Linked DNA regions of Pan troglodytes: region 2 is linked to region 1. The links are chromatin contacts, called in public Hi-C maps. All regions are on one chromosome and are shown on one strand. The core of a region is the stretch at or near the end of the contact, and the rest is flanking DNA. Distances in the headings are between cores, read along the strand shown. Region 1 holds the start of SIX6 (SIX homeobox 6). Region 2 has its middle 10 kb from the start of SIX1.

Region 1 (7,887 bases), core at 1,723-4,222:
TTGCCAATTTCTAGCCTTAAATATATCACGTGTATGCATACATACATATGTTTGTATAGGTACATACATATATGCACATACGTGTAATTTGACGTGGGAGGTGGTTATAGACCTACCATAGGTTGTTTAAAACATATACCAGGAAGCACCAAAGAAGGCAAAAGATATATAGGTAAGACCTTCTGGAGACCATTTGCTCAAGGGTCCCTGTATGCCTGGTGAAGGGAATGATATTAATAATACTAAGAAGAAAAGGAATCTGAGAGCAGCTCCCTTAATTAAGAAGGTTGCCCACTAGGTTGTTTTATTGTTTGGCTTCTCCACACAGAACCCATCACCACCAGCCTGCATGTTTAGAAACAGCAAGTTCCCCAAGCTACAGAGAAACCTACCATGGCGGTCTCTTAAATAAGTAAATAAACAGCATATATATGTTTTGTTAAAAAAAAAAAACTTTAAAGCGAAAGTTATACATATGTAACAGCGTCCTTTCGACGTGAAATACCCATGGGAGAATCTGGGCAGGCGCTCAGCTTGCAGTTCGGGTTCCGAAGGCGACTTTGCAGCAAAATCCTTAGGAAAAAGCAAAGCAAGAAGAACGTGGTGCTGGGTCAGGCCTCACCGCTGGTTCCCGTGGTCGCGGCCAAAGGGCGCCAGTGGAGCCAGGCCGGCCGCGGGGTGGCGCGGGAAACGGCAACCCGAGCCCGCGGGTCCCTGGTCACCTGGCTTCTCTGGCGCTGGATTTGCAGGTCTCTCATCTTCTTTCCCTCTTTCATTTTGTTTTTCTCATTTTTACACTGGAATCTGCTTCTGAGCATCCTGGATGGGCAACTCAGATGTCGCACTCGCTGTCGCTGGACGTGATGGAGATGGCTGAAGTGGCCGCCTTGCTGGATAGACTGGCGGCCGGGCTGGTGGCGACGCCCAGCACCTCTGGCGTGCCGTCGCCCTCCGCCCGTAGTGCCCGCCCGGAACCCTGTGACAGGACCTGCTGCTGGAGTCTACGGGGAAGAAAGGGAACACGGGTCACAGCTCGTAACACAGCCGCCCGTCGCCCGCCCCCACCACCTCCTGCGTCCCTCCAGCCCGGCGGCTAGAGGTTCTTCCGAAGACCCCAGCACTTAAGGCGAGGATTACTCGGCAAGGCGACAGAGGTCGGGCAGGAGTCCGCGGCCGCCCCTCCGCGGGTCCCTACCGTTGTGCCCCACCATGATTCGCGCCCTTTCTCAGCGCCGCAGCTCCCAGGTCTTTTATATACTGGGCTTGCAGTGTCCTCCCTGTTTGTTGTGCACTTTTGGGAGATTTACAGGACTGTCAGGAAATAAACGAAGCATGGGTGACAAGGACAGATCGGTCCCAGGGACATGGGATACCATTTCTAACGGTGCGTCTGCCTGGGGCTTACGCCTGAGCAAGTGCTCCCGCGATCGCGTTGGATCGGGTCGGCCCGACCTAAAGGCAAAAAGGATTGTAAGGAGCATTTGGGCCTGGGGGATGAGGCCGGGCTTTTCCGCAAAATGTTTGGCTAATCGAGATCCACACTCCGGGAAACGAAAAGCCTCGGCCCACGGACTAGTTTGCTGTTTTGAGACAAGAGTGGCAGGCAGCGCATGGGAAGAGGAAAACTCGACTTCCCATTTCTCAAAAGTCCATTGAAAACTGTTTTCAAAGCATTAGGGAGGGATATACCTGGGCTTTGAAAATGATAATTAACATGAAACCGACACATTGCTAATAAGCCAGGCTTCGATTAATAGTAGGAGCCTGTGCCCAGGCTGACAAGAATTAGCTTTGGGTCTTGGGGTCCCTAACGGTTTGTAGGATTTTAATTTTTTATTTCTCTTCCCCTCTCCGTCCCAGTGAAGCCTTGGTTTGGTGGCCGGGACCAGCTGCTGCAGCTGCCCGCAGGCGTGGGGAGCCAGCGGGTGGGGAAGCAGAGCCGGCAAGGGAACTCCCGGCCAGGAGCCCAGAACGCAGGGCTCTTAACCCGAGACAGACCGCGCTCCCAACTCCTGCTGAATTGGAGTCGCCAGGGACTGGGTAAGGGCGCCAGAGGTGCCTCCATCCGCCTCCTCCCCGGTGCGCTCAAAGCGCGGAGGCCTCTAGGTACCGACCTGTTCTTGGCTGCAGCCGCTCGGTCCCTTTGTCGGCGGTTTTTGAACCAGTTGCCCACCTGCGTAGGGGTCAGTCCGGTTGCCTGGGCGAGCTCACGCTTTTTGCTGGGGTTAGGGTATGGATCCTGCAGGTACCACTCGCGTAGCAGGTGCCGCGTGCGCTCCTTGAAGCAGTGTGTCTTCTGTTCGCCGTCCCAAATGGTGCGCGGCAGCGGGAACTTCTTCCTTACTCGGTACTTGTCCACAGGTCCCAGGGGCCTTCCACGCAGCTTCTCAGCCTCCTGGTAGTGTGCTTCAAGCCACAGCGCCTGCAGCTTGGCGTGCGACTCCTTGGTGAACTTGTGGTTTTCCAGGATATGATAGAGCTCGCGGTAGTTGCCACCGTGAAAGGCCACGATGGCTCGTGCGCGTAGCACCGACTCATTCTTGTTGAGGGCCTCGCAGGCCGCAGGGGCCACGGGCAGCGACCAGAGGAAGCGACCCAGGCGCTCCACATCGCCGCTCTCTTCCAGGGTCTCACATACCCCGGCCACTTGCTGGGGGCTGAAATTCAAGATGGGCAGCTGGAACATCGAGGCAGTGCCGGCGGCGGCGAGGGCACTGAGCCCGGAGCGGGACACGCAGCAGATGCCCGCGGGCCTGGCTGAGTGTGCCAGGCGCTTGTTGATGAGGCGGATTGGGGCAGCGGGACACACTACCGGGTGGCGGCGGTGGCTCAACGGCCGGGAGCGGGCGACCCCGACTGGAGGAGGTGCTGGCTGCGCGGCTTGGGGTTCGGGCTCGGCTCGGCTCAGGCACGCAGGCAGGCGAGCTGGCTCCGCTATTGGGGTGGGCGGATTGGCGGCGCGGGCGCCATGGAGACCCCCTGTCAGTCACCGGCTGGCTCTGCCAATCAAAGCTTGGATCAGCACGCCAGGACTATTTCAGCACCTCCCCGTGCTCGACAGCGCCCGCCGTTAGCCCCTGGACTTTTCTTCAGTATTTTGCAGAACCTGGAGGTTGAAAAGACAGGCGAGTGTCTGGGAGAAAAAGAGAGGCGAGTGCGGCAGCGTTCACTACTCCTCCCTCCCCCACCCCGCTCTACCCCTCCCTCCCTTTTTCCCACCAAAGAGGCAGTGATGCCACAGGAATTCAGGAATTCACTTTGGGGCGATGCGTTGTCTCGGTCGAGAGGTCTCCAGAGGACAAAGAGGACTGGGCCAAACTGAAATGCTCCGAGAATTCGCAAGTTTAGTTGTAACGAAACAGCAAACCTTGCGGTGGGAGCAGGAAGCCGGTGGGGGAAAGCGATCTTCTCATTTTTTCCCAAGTACCCATCTCTGCATGCCTCCCTCTTCCCCTTTCCAGTTGCCAAAGCAGCTGAGTGGGAAGCAAATCTGGAGCAGCAGGAACAGGACCAGGGATCTGTAGAAGAGGTCAGTTTGAACTCTAGCCTTACTCCCTTCAAAGCCCACTAAAATAATTTTAAATGCCAACAAGGACATGTTCACGTCTGATAACGCAGATGCAGACCACGAAGTCAGACACTTTAAGAAAAGAAGGGTGGGCTGTAGGGACCTCCAAATAAAGGGGGAGAAATATACTTTCTCCCCCTCCCCCAGTTTAATGGACTTGAACAAAGTGCAGCATAGCCACATCTAGAGCCGAGAAGTCATTGGTAGGTCAGGACAGCAACTTAAAAGCTTATTTCCTAGATCTTTTTAAAAATATCGACTTAACTCCTTTCCTTGCAGGCTTATTTTGCCCCTACCTTGTGTTAGAACTTATACCTCTTGAGCTGGGGATAACAACTCTAACCTTGGCATTTTAGCTCAAAAACAATTCAGTAAAAATACAATACAGAAGGGCATCCACAACAATGCAGGGGCCCAGAAAGCACTTCCTAAGCCGCTGATCATTGACCCCTCTTGTAGTGAGGAAGGAGTGGCTTGGTGGCTCTGACTTTGGGCTAGTAGAGTGAATTGGCAACTTTTATTGATTCCCAATTGGCAGTTCACATCATACCATTTTCTGAGGCCTGGGTCAAAGAAACCATGATCTCATCTGGGCCTGTGGTAGGGGTTTGTTTAGTTTGAAGAAAATAACTGGTAGGGGGCTGTATAACAAAAACGCCAGGAAAACCGTTTTGGGGAAGTCCATCCCTAGACAGAAATCAGGTGAGAACGTTCACAGCCGAACTGGACTGGACCCGACTGTCTTTTCTTTAGTATCAAGTACAATTTGTATGCGGCTTGTACAGATCTGGTAAATCAGAAGGCAGATAGATAGCACAGATGGTTGGAGGTGTCGGGTCAGATCACGCCACGCCTGAGTGCAGGGCAAAGCTCGTTCTGACGGAAAACCCTGATATTATTTTCACAGATCTTCACAGTTCACTCGAAAAAAATAGCAGAGGGGAAGAAAAAAGCCCTGAAACCATTTACATCATTTCTGTGAGATTGTCAACCGCCTCAACGGAGAGGCTTTCTTTTCTAAGAGTTCATTTTCTTGAAATACGACAAGGCAGGGGCAAAATAAAGAGGGCGATGAAGATAATGACAAAGCATAAACCTTCTTTCCCTTGGAGCGACTTCCGAATCAGCCGGAAGGACAACTTTTAGAAAGAAACATCGCATACAAGGGCCCCGAACACGCAGGCGGAGGAGAATCCGCGGTGCAGAAAAAGAGGGCCTCGGTGGCCGGGCAGGGATGAAGCCGGACCCGGGAGGGCTGCGATCCCGGAGCTTCTGGCCAGGGAAGGAAAGCACCCCCTTGCTCCAGTTTGCAGAGGTTTATTTTCCCTCTCGGGATGGTTACTCTGCCGGCTATTGCTCGCGAAATTGCTTGGCGCTCACCCTTAGCGCGCAGAAGAGGCGGTGGGGTCCGCGGAGACCTTACAGCCCGCGAGCCGAGCCGAGAGCCGACCCCGATCCCAGCGCCTAGCTGCTGAGGTGGGAGAGGTTGTCCATGCCCCAGGAGACCACACGTCTCCCTCGCCCTTTTGCTGAACAGTTTGGAAGCGGCACATTCGGGGAGAGCTGGTTTCTTACCCTTAATCTTTGTGAGCAAGTGGACAGTCTAGGGGCCCCATCCAGGAAATGGGAATATTTATCCCATGGCCCATTTCTTGGATAATAGTTCTGCAAATAATTAGATGAGGGCGCTTTAGCTTCTGCGTGTCTGAGGCTCGCGGGCAACTGGAACTGAGAGTCTGAGTTGGCCTCGCGGGAGCCGCCAGAAGGGTGCGGGCTGCGTGTGGCAGAGTAGGAGCACTGTCTGGTGGCTCGGCAGGAAGGTACTGAGAAGCGCCTGGAGGTTGGGGACTACTATCAGGAGATCCATCTTCGCCATCGCAAGGGACTTGATTTAATTTTATTAACCCAAAGGAAATAGACTGCGCCAGGGCACCTTGGAATCACTTATTTGTTCACCAGCTTCACAAGGGGAAGGGACGAACAGGAAGAAGTATGTGAGCCGAGCCCCCTGGGAAAGAGGGAAGCTCCACGGGATTCCTTAGGAATAACCCTCTTTTGGGGAAGGCGGTGACCCTCACCCCACCTTTAAGGTGTACTTCTCCCAAGTTTGCCAGACGAAAGCTGTGACTTCAGGCTGGCTTTTCTTAATTTTACAGAAGGGTATATATTTTTTTCTTTTACCAGTTTTGAGGTTTTGTGCCAACCCTCCAGGCAACCCCTCACTTCTTATCCCACATTTCATTTTTCTTTTGCATTTGACCGGGAAATCGAGAAAGTACAGTGGCAGCCCTTGGCCTTGCGCCTGTCTGGGTGGTTTTGCAGCTTGCTACTGGTGGTTTGCAGCTAGTAGATTGGGACATGAGGTCTTGGACAAAGGCTCGGGTCTTGCCGGGAATCCATAGACGTCTACTCAGCTTTCTCTAGAGTTGCATTTTGTGGGGCAAATATGGAGGAAAAAATCATGTAGAAGATGATGTCCAAGGGCTGGTTTTGTAGCTAACTGTTTCGTGCTGGATTTAGGCAAAGTGCCCCCAGGGAATTCTGAGGCTCATGCCGGAAATATCTGGAGTTCAGTGTGGGACTTCTGCACATATGGGGATCTCACTCCTCGCTCTGCCCCTACTGATTTTCCTCTCTAGAGTAGAGGACAGGTGGAATCCTGGTTACATCCTGCTCACATTTGCCAGAGGAGAGCAGTGCTTAGAAGTCAATACTTTCCTACCTCTGGGTTCCAATCTTATCTTTTCTTTGACTTTTCCTAAGTCAAATGTCTTTTTTAAAATGTTGTGTTTTTGTTTTTTTCCTCACACAATTTCACATAATCAGCTATTTTAAGAATGCGGTAATTGAATCCATCTGAATTCCTTGATAAAGACATTTGTGCTGCATCTGAGAGTCACAGACTGGAAGACAATGAGGTCCCCAGTCTTTTGTGTGATTTGGACTTTGGAAGAGATCTTGGTTTCCCTTTCCTGTGTCTCAAAGCCGAGTGTTGGTGGTGACAACTGGCTTTTAGTTTTATAACTCTACTTCTAAAAAAGTATAAAATAATCTAGAAAGTTTTAAAAGGCATTTTTCCGAGTTTGAAATTACACTATTAAAAATTTACACTTTCAAACATTTATTTATTTGGCATTCTGATTTTCAGGTATATCATATGCATAAATATAGATGTGTGTTTGTTTATGTATTTGGTAGTGCAGACCTTCAGATTTTGGAATGAATTCAATATCCTACTTTTAAAGTACTACTAACTATACTAATAAACTGCCAAGGTAGATTGCTCTATTTCATGCATTCCTCCCCTGCCATTGTGCACCTTGTAACAAAGAACAGAGAAGGCTCTTTAATTGTATATTTCTGAGAACAAACACCATTTGAGCAATGTTTGTAGATTTCCTAGTGTTGTTAAATTAATTGGCAAAAAAGTATTACAATTAAAATATTGACCTAATTTTAAGAGATTAGTATATTTTGTTATTATTCTTCATCAGCTATTTTTAAATGACATTTTAAAGTGATGCAGAATTGTTTATATTGTTAAGTGGAGGAAATTTGTATAAGTTTAAATTTGGGACAATGTGCTACTTCACAATGATGATTAATTAGCATAATGTTTTCTTAAAAAATGTTAGGCTACCTGTTCAACTGTGTTTTGACTTCTAGCTAGTGGTTGATCCTAGGCACTTGGATAAAAATTTGTATCTAAGCCAAAGAGTAGATGACAAATTATACACTTTGTAATATAAACTGTGGTCTTAAATTCATTTTTCTCTTGTCTACTTCTTTAGGACAAGCCTAAATGTTTACAGCACTAACCACACCACTGCATTACTTGCTTAGAGCTACATATCAGTGGGTTCTTGTCTGAAGGATTAGTGCTAAAAAATGTAGCCAGCTTGTCACTTAAAAACACTTTTTATTATTAGTAATGAAACATTTATTGAATGACTGAAAGAATGATTAATTCATGGTTCTCTATTGGGACATACTTTTTTCGCAGCAGCAGGTTATTTTTGACAATTTTCAAATCTAAGATCGAAATATCCTTCTAAAATACACATAGAAACTTAAAATTCAATGATGTGAAAGAATGTAAGTTTGTTTAATGTCCTCTCGGATGCACCAGATATTATTCACATTAAACTGTATGTGTCATACATTGTATCAACTGTTTGTATTACATGTGTAGTAAATCATAATTTCCTTCTAAGTACTATAAAGTCAAATAGAGGCATCAGCCTTCAACAAATACCTTAAATTCTTTGAGTTGATCCAGCTAGTTAGCAAAAAGTGCTTATTAAATATTGCATTATAAA
Region 2 (7,887 bases), core at 3,734-6,233, 130 kb before region 1:
CACTGCTGCTGCTGCACCGAACGCGGCGGCGGCTGAGGCTGGAGGGGGCTTCATTTCCTACTGCCTCCCCACCGCCTGCAAGTCTTTGGCAAAGTCCGAAGGCAGGACTCCAGGTTGTGGATCCAATAGAGGCTTGTATCCCGCGCTTCTCTAGCGGCAGAAGAACTGAAGATCTTTTCCTGTCATCCGCGCACTTCGGAGGCTGTTCTTGACATTGGGCCCTGGAGAGGCGCGGGAAGCTCGGGCGCCGCTGTCCTCTGCTCCGCGCGGGGCAGAGCCTCCTCTCCACCGGTTCAGAGAGAATCGCGCGCATCTCAAGACCCGGATCATAGCGCAGCTCCAGGAGCAGGGGGCCTAGTGGCCCGGCCCGCGGAGTGCCTGAGAGGAGAGGCTGCCAGTATGGATTCGAAGGCCAGACAAGGGAGGAGGCCTCGGCCTGAGCTTCGTGGTACAACTCAGCTGTCGTCGCCTTGGGTACCCCGAAGCCAACTCCCAGGCCCAAGTCTCAGTCGCCCTCTTCGGAGTCTGAGAGCTAAGCTCCAGGCGAGGCACGTGAGCGGCGCTGGACACTCGGCTGCCGGGCTGGTCCCCGCCCTGTGGCGGCAGGATAAAGCCGCCCTGGCAGCGCGTTGCGCCTCCTGCCCGACCGCAGGTGTGAGCGCTCCCTGGCTCCCAGGCCCCGCGCTTCCCGCACAGGGCAGATGGCGCAGGCCTTGGATCCTGGTTCGGAGGCGGCCTAGGCCCTGCTGCCGATTCTCCAGTGCCCTTCTTGCTTCAGACACCTCCTGTCTCCTTCTTCGCTTCCTGGGGTCTTGGCTTTGGTTTTCGGTCCCAAACTCTTCACCCGCGCGCTCTGAGGAGGGGTGCCAGGTAGAGAGGGCGTCACTTTCTGGGCTTGTCGCTAGAACTTCCCGCGGCAGAGAGAGGGACCCTGGCTTCTAGTGTCTCCAGCAGAACTGGGGGTGGAGGAGCTCCACTTTCTTGGTGGGGCCAGGTCAGGTATTTCCTTCTTAGCCAGCGGCCCTAGGGAGAGCAGCGGCCTTGTCCCCCACGCACAGCCCTGGCCCCAAGGGGAAGGCACCAGCCTAGGTCTGCAGCGCGCTTCGGGTCAGGCTGTCGCGGCTCACCTTCTGCCCTGATTTGTTAGGGTGGCGTTGACAGGGACAGGTGGGTTAGGTTTAAGGTGAGGGTGGTCGCTGGTAGCCCACGTGCTCTCTCCGCTCCATTTCTCTTTTTTCCAAGCTTTCCCTTGGAGGGGACTCTAAAAACTCTCGGAAACTACCTCCTTCAGCTGCCCGAAGCCAGCGCACTAGTGTGTGTCCCCACCTCGCCCCCATGGACAATTCACACTGAGGGACCCGAAGGCTCAGTCTCATCGCCTGCACGCGTGTTCCGCGACCTTAGCCAGGTAGGCACTTCTGAGCCTCTTAAGGGCATAGTGGCCCCTCCCCCATTCTGACCGAATCCAATAATTCCACCTGGAAGAGTATCTAAAGGGGTTGAGTTAGATACGAGTGGTGTGAGCCAGCCAGGAACAAAAATAGCCAAAATCATAGGCGAGTTGTTGGCTATTGGTCTACCCAGAAAAAGCGCTGCCCTGGAAAGGCTGCATTTTCTCTAATATTTTAAACCAAGTACTCACACACACAACTTGGGTCCAGCTGATGAAATTGGAAACCTGTTCTCCCACTGAGGATGACAATCAGGGTTTCAGACGCTGTGGTCCTTTCAGACAGCGAGAAACAACACTGCAGTAGCGTTTAAAAACAAAGAGAAAGAGACTGCTTGAGGCGCGTGGACGCCTGTCTCTTCTCCAATGGAGTTTAAGTTTCTCGCCTTTTAACTTGTTAATGGACAGCTGAGACCCCAGTTCTCAGCAGGTAGAGTCCAACCCATCACCTTAAGGTTTGCTCCCTCCCGCTTTGCTACCTGAGAATCTTCCCTCCTCCCTCTCCTTTCGGGAGAGTGCTCACTGTTTTCCTTTGCCAGATGTTAAATATTCTTGAAATAACATTCTTTTTTTTGTGATTAAACAGAAAAATGGAGGAACAAGCAAAAACCTAAAACCCAAAACTCAAACAATCTTATCTTGGAAAGAGAAAACAGTTAACTTCAGATTTAACACATACTTAAGCTTACCTGAAGTGGCTACCCAACTGTAATTAAAGTATGGTTAGGTGATATTGGGTACTCTCCCTTCTTTACTGCCATTAGTGGTTGCCATTAAAAAGATAAATAAGTAGACAGAGAGACTCTGGCTCTTTGCTTACTATAATAAGGCATGGAAATTAGTTACTATAATAAGGCATGGAAATGTATACCACCTCCCTTCATCTGGTCCCCTGTCCTTTCCATGCTAACTTAGAAGATCAGTGTTTTATGAGACTGACATAAGTAGACCCAAGTAGAAACACTCGTGGATTAACACAAGGCAAATTTACTTTAAGTTTCTATATAATTTATTTTAATTAGTGATTTAAAATTGATTATTGGTTTTAAAATGCCATGACTTATTTACAGTAGAAACATTCTTTGGTGGTGGGGGGAGGGGAGCAGTGGGGGGTTGGTGGTGGTTTAAGACCTGAGCTGATATGCATGTGGGATATTAAAGGGGGGAAAAAACAGTCTAGACTACATATTTTTACTGACATAAGCCATTAAGTGTCAGGATTCTTAAAGAATATTGAAATGTTAAAGAACATTTCATAGACATCCTTGATAGAAAATCTGCAGATGCCAGCCAGGATGCCTGTAAAATCAACCTTCTAGATGTTCTTTTCTTGTTATTAAGTGTTTTTACAAACTTAACTACTCTCCTTTTTTTCCCCCTCAAGGAAAAACTTTAGTTGCTTTGCAATACTTCAGTTTTAATTTGAGTTGCCAGTTTTCCAAATAGTCTAAATACCAGGAAAAGACAATGGGATTGTGAACACCTCCTTACCTCTTCCCTTCCACCCCCCAAAAGAGCCAACAAACCAAACCAAACCCACGTAATTGTGACATTTTGTGTTGGCCTTCACACAGCTATTATATTAAACTCGGTATGCAGTCATATTCCTCTTAACTTTTGCAGCACTTTTGCCTGTGATAGTGGTGGGGACTGGTAGTGGTGGGGACTTGGTGGAGTGCTTGTAGAGAAAATGCACATGTATGAGGGTGAGATGGCAGCCTGCAATACTTTACAAAAGGTAATTTTACCTTTAAATCAAGGAGGTAGTTACAAGGAAGACAGCATTAGCTCTGTATTTATTTAAAATGCCTTGGAGATGAAAGTAGGTAACAAGCTTTTTAAAAAATTAAGCTCGATAGAAGATCAACATGCCTTAGTATCTATGAAGTGAAAAGAACATTTAAACAATTGAAGCTTTGTCTTCAGATATGTGTGGTGAATATTTTCTATGCATTGCAGATGTTATATAAACATAACATGCTTCCTCCTAAAGTCAAGTTCTTGATTTTAATTGAAGAATAATATTGCTCAGGGCTCTACCTCTGAGTACAAATAGCTAATCTAAGAAAATCAGCTCTGGGAATCTGGAACCAATGGCTATTTTAAAAATAAACAGACAAAATCTTCATGAAGAGGACCAGGAGGATTATTTTACATACAGTATATCTCCTGATTCCTCTCTCTGTCTGTCTGTCTCTCTCTCTCTCACACACACACACACACACACACACACACACACACACACAACTTTTATGGAAGAACTGAAAGGCAGAATGACAATACTGGCCCCTTACCATATTTCTACTTAAAAAAAAAAAATCAGTCTGGTTGAAGATTCCCAAGCCATCTTGCCTAACTTTTCCAGTATCAATATATCTTAGAAGCAAGTCCAGATGAATTTCCTCTTTTTCTTTCTTTCTTTATTTTTATTTTCTAGGGAAGGGAAAGAGATGTAAAAAAGGGAAAAGTAGAACTAAACAAAATAAAGATACACTTTGAAATTTGTATTGTAATATTTAATAAGTAGCCATTAAACAGTATCTACAAAAACAACGCCAGTATGCTGAACTTTCTTAGTTCAACTAAGGCAAGAAGTAATTTTTAAAAAAAAACTGTTAGGATTAAGTTAGAATTGAAATGAATGGGGAGATTTCAAAAGCATTTGGATTTTCTAACACAGAAGCCAACATGGATGCTCAACATGATTGACTTAGGGAAGAGGCTGGGGGAAGCAAAACACTAATTTACAGAAATTTCTTAGAAATTCCTGTTGGAGTAGAGATTTTCTGTTTTAGTAGGATCAAGCCCAACTGCATTGACACCCAGCCAAGAAGGAGATGTTGAAATCTACCTGAGTTCAGGGACCACACCTGGGGCTCCATCCAGTAGTAGGACCAGGTAACATCAGAATGCCTCATTCTCTACCAGTTTCCCCAAGTTCTAAATCCTACCAAGATGAGAATCCCACAAACTAAGAAATTGCAAGGTAGGGCGGGATGTAAGATGTTCCTTCCAACTCCCATTTTGTCATTTGGTGAGAAACGTGTGTGTTTTAGTTATTTTCTAAAACCGTATTTTTAGTTCCCCTGGGTGACAAGAAAGAGTTAATTTGTTTGCTGATAGGTTTCGCACTGTGGGCAGGTCTGCCAAAAAGGAGAGGAAACAGAGAACAGTCCTATGATTAATTCTACCTGTTTTTCCCATGAGCGATCACCTGCTCCAGGGGTCATGAATAGCAGGTAGCTCTCCCTCTCCTGGGCTCTGAGAGCTTCGTTTGTTTGGTGACAGCTGAGTGACAAGGCCTGAAACTCGAGCCCATCGCCCGGCCTGATGTGGGGATAAAAACCCTGGATGTTCCCTCAAACATTTCAGGAAATGAAAGTTGTAACGCGATCCCTCCTGCGCCCACATCTCCCCCAGCAAACACAAAAGCTCAAAGGAGCCTTCTCGGATTGAATTCGGCTTGGAGTTGATGGAGGGAAAGCGGAGCCCAGCACAGTCTGGGGGGAGGGCTGGGGCCGCGGCTGGAAGGCTTTCTGAGCCCGAGAAGGAGGAGGAGGAGAGCTGGGAGAAAGCCGGGCGCGTGAGGCCTGGGCCCCCCTCCGGGCCAGCTTCGCCGCCGCATCCCAGGCGCCCTGCTCCTCCAGACAGCGTGGGCAGCTGCCGCCGCCACGTTAAATCGTGTCTTTAGGGTCAACCCGGAGTGGGAAGGAAAAGCCGCTGCCTCCGGCCCTGCGCCGACCCCTGCAGGCTAGCGCGGCCTCTGCTCTAGGGGCTTGGGCCGCGCGGCCTCCAGGCCATGAGGGCCCAGAGGACCCCGAGGGCCTCAGCGGAGGCCCAGCCCAGCCTTTGCGGCCCCTACTTGCCCGCTTGGAGGCTCCAGGACTCCAGGCCAGCTCTTAGGAGAGGCGTCCCTTCCGATCGGGCCCCGCGGGCTGGCTCAGGATGACTGCGCACAGCTCCGGCGTCCACAGCTGCAGGGGTCCGGGGTGCAACCGCCTAGGGCGCAAGGGCCTCACTCAGCTCCCTCGCGCTCGGCAGCCCCCATCAGTCAGCAGCTTCCATCTGCCAGGGGGCCTCGCCGGCACTGGGGGGTAGGGGTGGAGGAAGCTCCCAGTGGGCGGCTGAAGATGGTGTGGAGGGTGAGGGTCATGGGAGAAGGGGAGCTGAGAAGTTGGCGCTCCGACCCCCACGCGGCCATCTCTGCGTGGGCCGTAGGCGCCTGCCAATCACCACGCCTGATGCAGGCGCAGCCTAGCCGTAGATAGGAGGAAGTATACCCAGGACCCCTCAAGGCGAGTTTTCCCCCTTAACCCAAACAGCTGCGACTGGTTTGTTTTGTTACAGAATTTTCTTTTTAAATTTCCCCTTGTGTTCAGAAATCTTTCTCAGACAACATTATCAACCCCCATCTCTCTCCTCAACCTTCACGGATGATTGTTTTTTCTTTCTTAAACGTACAAACACATTGTGGAGAGAATTGATGGGGCAATGTCACAGATGCATCGCTGGCACACACAAATTGCATTGGTTTGAGTCAAGTTAACTAACATCTCTGAGCCTCGATTTCCTCTTCGGGAAAATAGGAACTACAATATTTAGACTGCAAGGGAAGCTTAAAATTAGCCAAAGTCTTGAATGTAAAGTGCTTGGCACAATAGACGTTAAATGAATAGCAGTTATAACATGCTTGGAGCCTCCTTAGACTGCCACAAAGCCGCCTGGGAAAATTCCCGTGATGCTAGAGTTTGTAGTGAGGGCAGATTATGGCCATTTCCTCCTTTTCTGGATCACGAAAAGAAACGCAAGTTATTCTATGAAGACATAGGGCTTGATTAGACTTCGAGGGTAGTCAAAGCTGAAATTTATTTCTTGAAACTGTGAATCTGGAATCTAGAAGTTTAACTCCAGTAATTTAATTCCGGAAGAATATTTAAATCTGTAATGCTTGGATTTTGCTATCGCTATTTCTCATGATTTGAACTTTTACGTAAATGTCATTATATATGGTAGAATTCTATTGATAAAAAATAAAACCCACTTAAATGTGACGGAAAATGATAAATTACTTAGAAGAGAACTAAAGCATTTAGCTGAGTAGAGAATTTAAGGCCCCACCTAAATGTGTCAACATAAGTGTAGAATAAGAAACTACTTTTAAGATTTAATGTCTTGCTGATGTTAACACAGTGCTGGATATAATGGCACCTGATAAATATTTTTGAGTAAATGAATGGGCTGCTGAAATGATGGAGAGTCTTTAGATAGAACACAATTCCCAGAGTTGAAATTTTGCAAGACCCTCCTGGGTACATTTCTTCTCTTGTGACACTCTAATGATCACCAGGGATGAATAGCTCATTTTGACATATAATACATCCTTCTCTTATTTCAAGGACTTTCTCATTCAGGTATTATTGAAAGCAAAATGCATAGCTGAAATTTTCTTGGGTAAAAGTGGGAGCGGGGAGAGAGGAACAGGAAGGAGACTGTTTCTCCCTAGAATGATGCAGTGGTAGAACCAGAGAACTATTGGCAGGAGGAACAACCCCAGCACAAGTAGATATGAAACCTAGAGAGTAGGTGGAGTATGCCTGTGGTAGGTGTTTTTAAGGATGGATCCTCATGCACTGCAATCCCTTCACAGTTATTTCACTGTTATTACTACTGGAAAGATTTTTTTTTTTTTTGACAGGCTCTCACTCTGTTGCTTAGGCTAGAGTGTAGTGGCACGATCATGGCTTGCTGCAGTGGCACAATCACGGCTTGCTGCAGCCTTGAGCTCACAGGCTCAAATGGTCCTCCCACCTCAGCCTCCTAAGTAGCTAGGACTACATGCGTGGCTAATTTTGTTTTTTATTTTTATTTTTTGTAGAGATGAGGTCTTACTATGTTGTCCAGGCTGGTCTTGAACTCCTGGAATCAAGCAATCCTCTGCCTCAGTCTCCCAAAGTGCTGGAATTACAGGCATGAGCCACTGAGCCTGGCCTGGAAAAGCATTTTTTATTTAGTTGTTTAACACTACATGTTCTTCCATCATCTTTATTTTCTTCAAAAGTATCCTGGCCAACTAAAAACTGTGTATGTTTAAATTTTAAATTTAGAGAAGTTAATCAATTTGTAGTCAATCACCATATAGGCTCAGAAAGAGTTGAACACTTTTTGTTTGTTTGTTTGTTTAAAAAATTCTGGGGTGGGGGGAGGGGGGAGGGATAGCATTAAGAGATATACCTAATGTAAATGACAAGTTAATGGGTGCAGCACACCAACATGGCACATGTATACATATGTAACAAACCTGCACATTGTGCACATGTACCCTAAAACTTAAAGTATAATAATAAAAAAAAATTCTGGTCTTGAACTCCTGACCTCAGGTAATCCACCCATCTCAGCCTGTAATTCCAGCTACTTGGGAGGCTGAGGCAGGAGAATCG

The links. Hi-C and Micro-C count contacts between places; a contact is called where the count stands out from the background.
Region 2: a Hi-C map of induced pluripotent stem cells shows a contact between it and region 1, with 2.9 times the contacts expected there. The contact joins the enhancer-like site here to the promoter of SIX6 in region 1. A contact is called at or near these places in 2 of 7 Hi-C or Micro-C datasets (both in induced pluripotent stem cells).

Annotation. Positions count from the first base shown.
Region 1 is chr15:58,501,963-58,509,849 of NHGRI_mPanTro3-v2.0_pri, reverse strand. SIX6 (SIX homeobox 6) reads right to left here and starts at 2,972. Exons shown (of 2, transcript XM_522870.8): 1 at 2,115-2,972; 2 at 279-1,001. The coding sequence starts at 2,686. The coding sequence ends at 833.
Region 2 is chr15:58,635,732-58,643,618 of NHGRI_mPanTro3-v2.0_pri, reverse strand. No RefSeq gene overlaps it. Among named protein-coding and RNA genes, the nearest start is that of SIX1, 10 kb to the left of the region's middle. Within about 2 kb of position 4,983, at least 6 of the 24 cell types and tissues checked have an H3K27ac peak or open chromatin away from gene starts, as enhancers often do. A contact at or near this core is called in induced pluripotent stem cells, where this site is marked.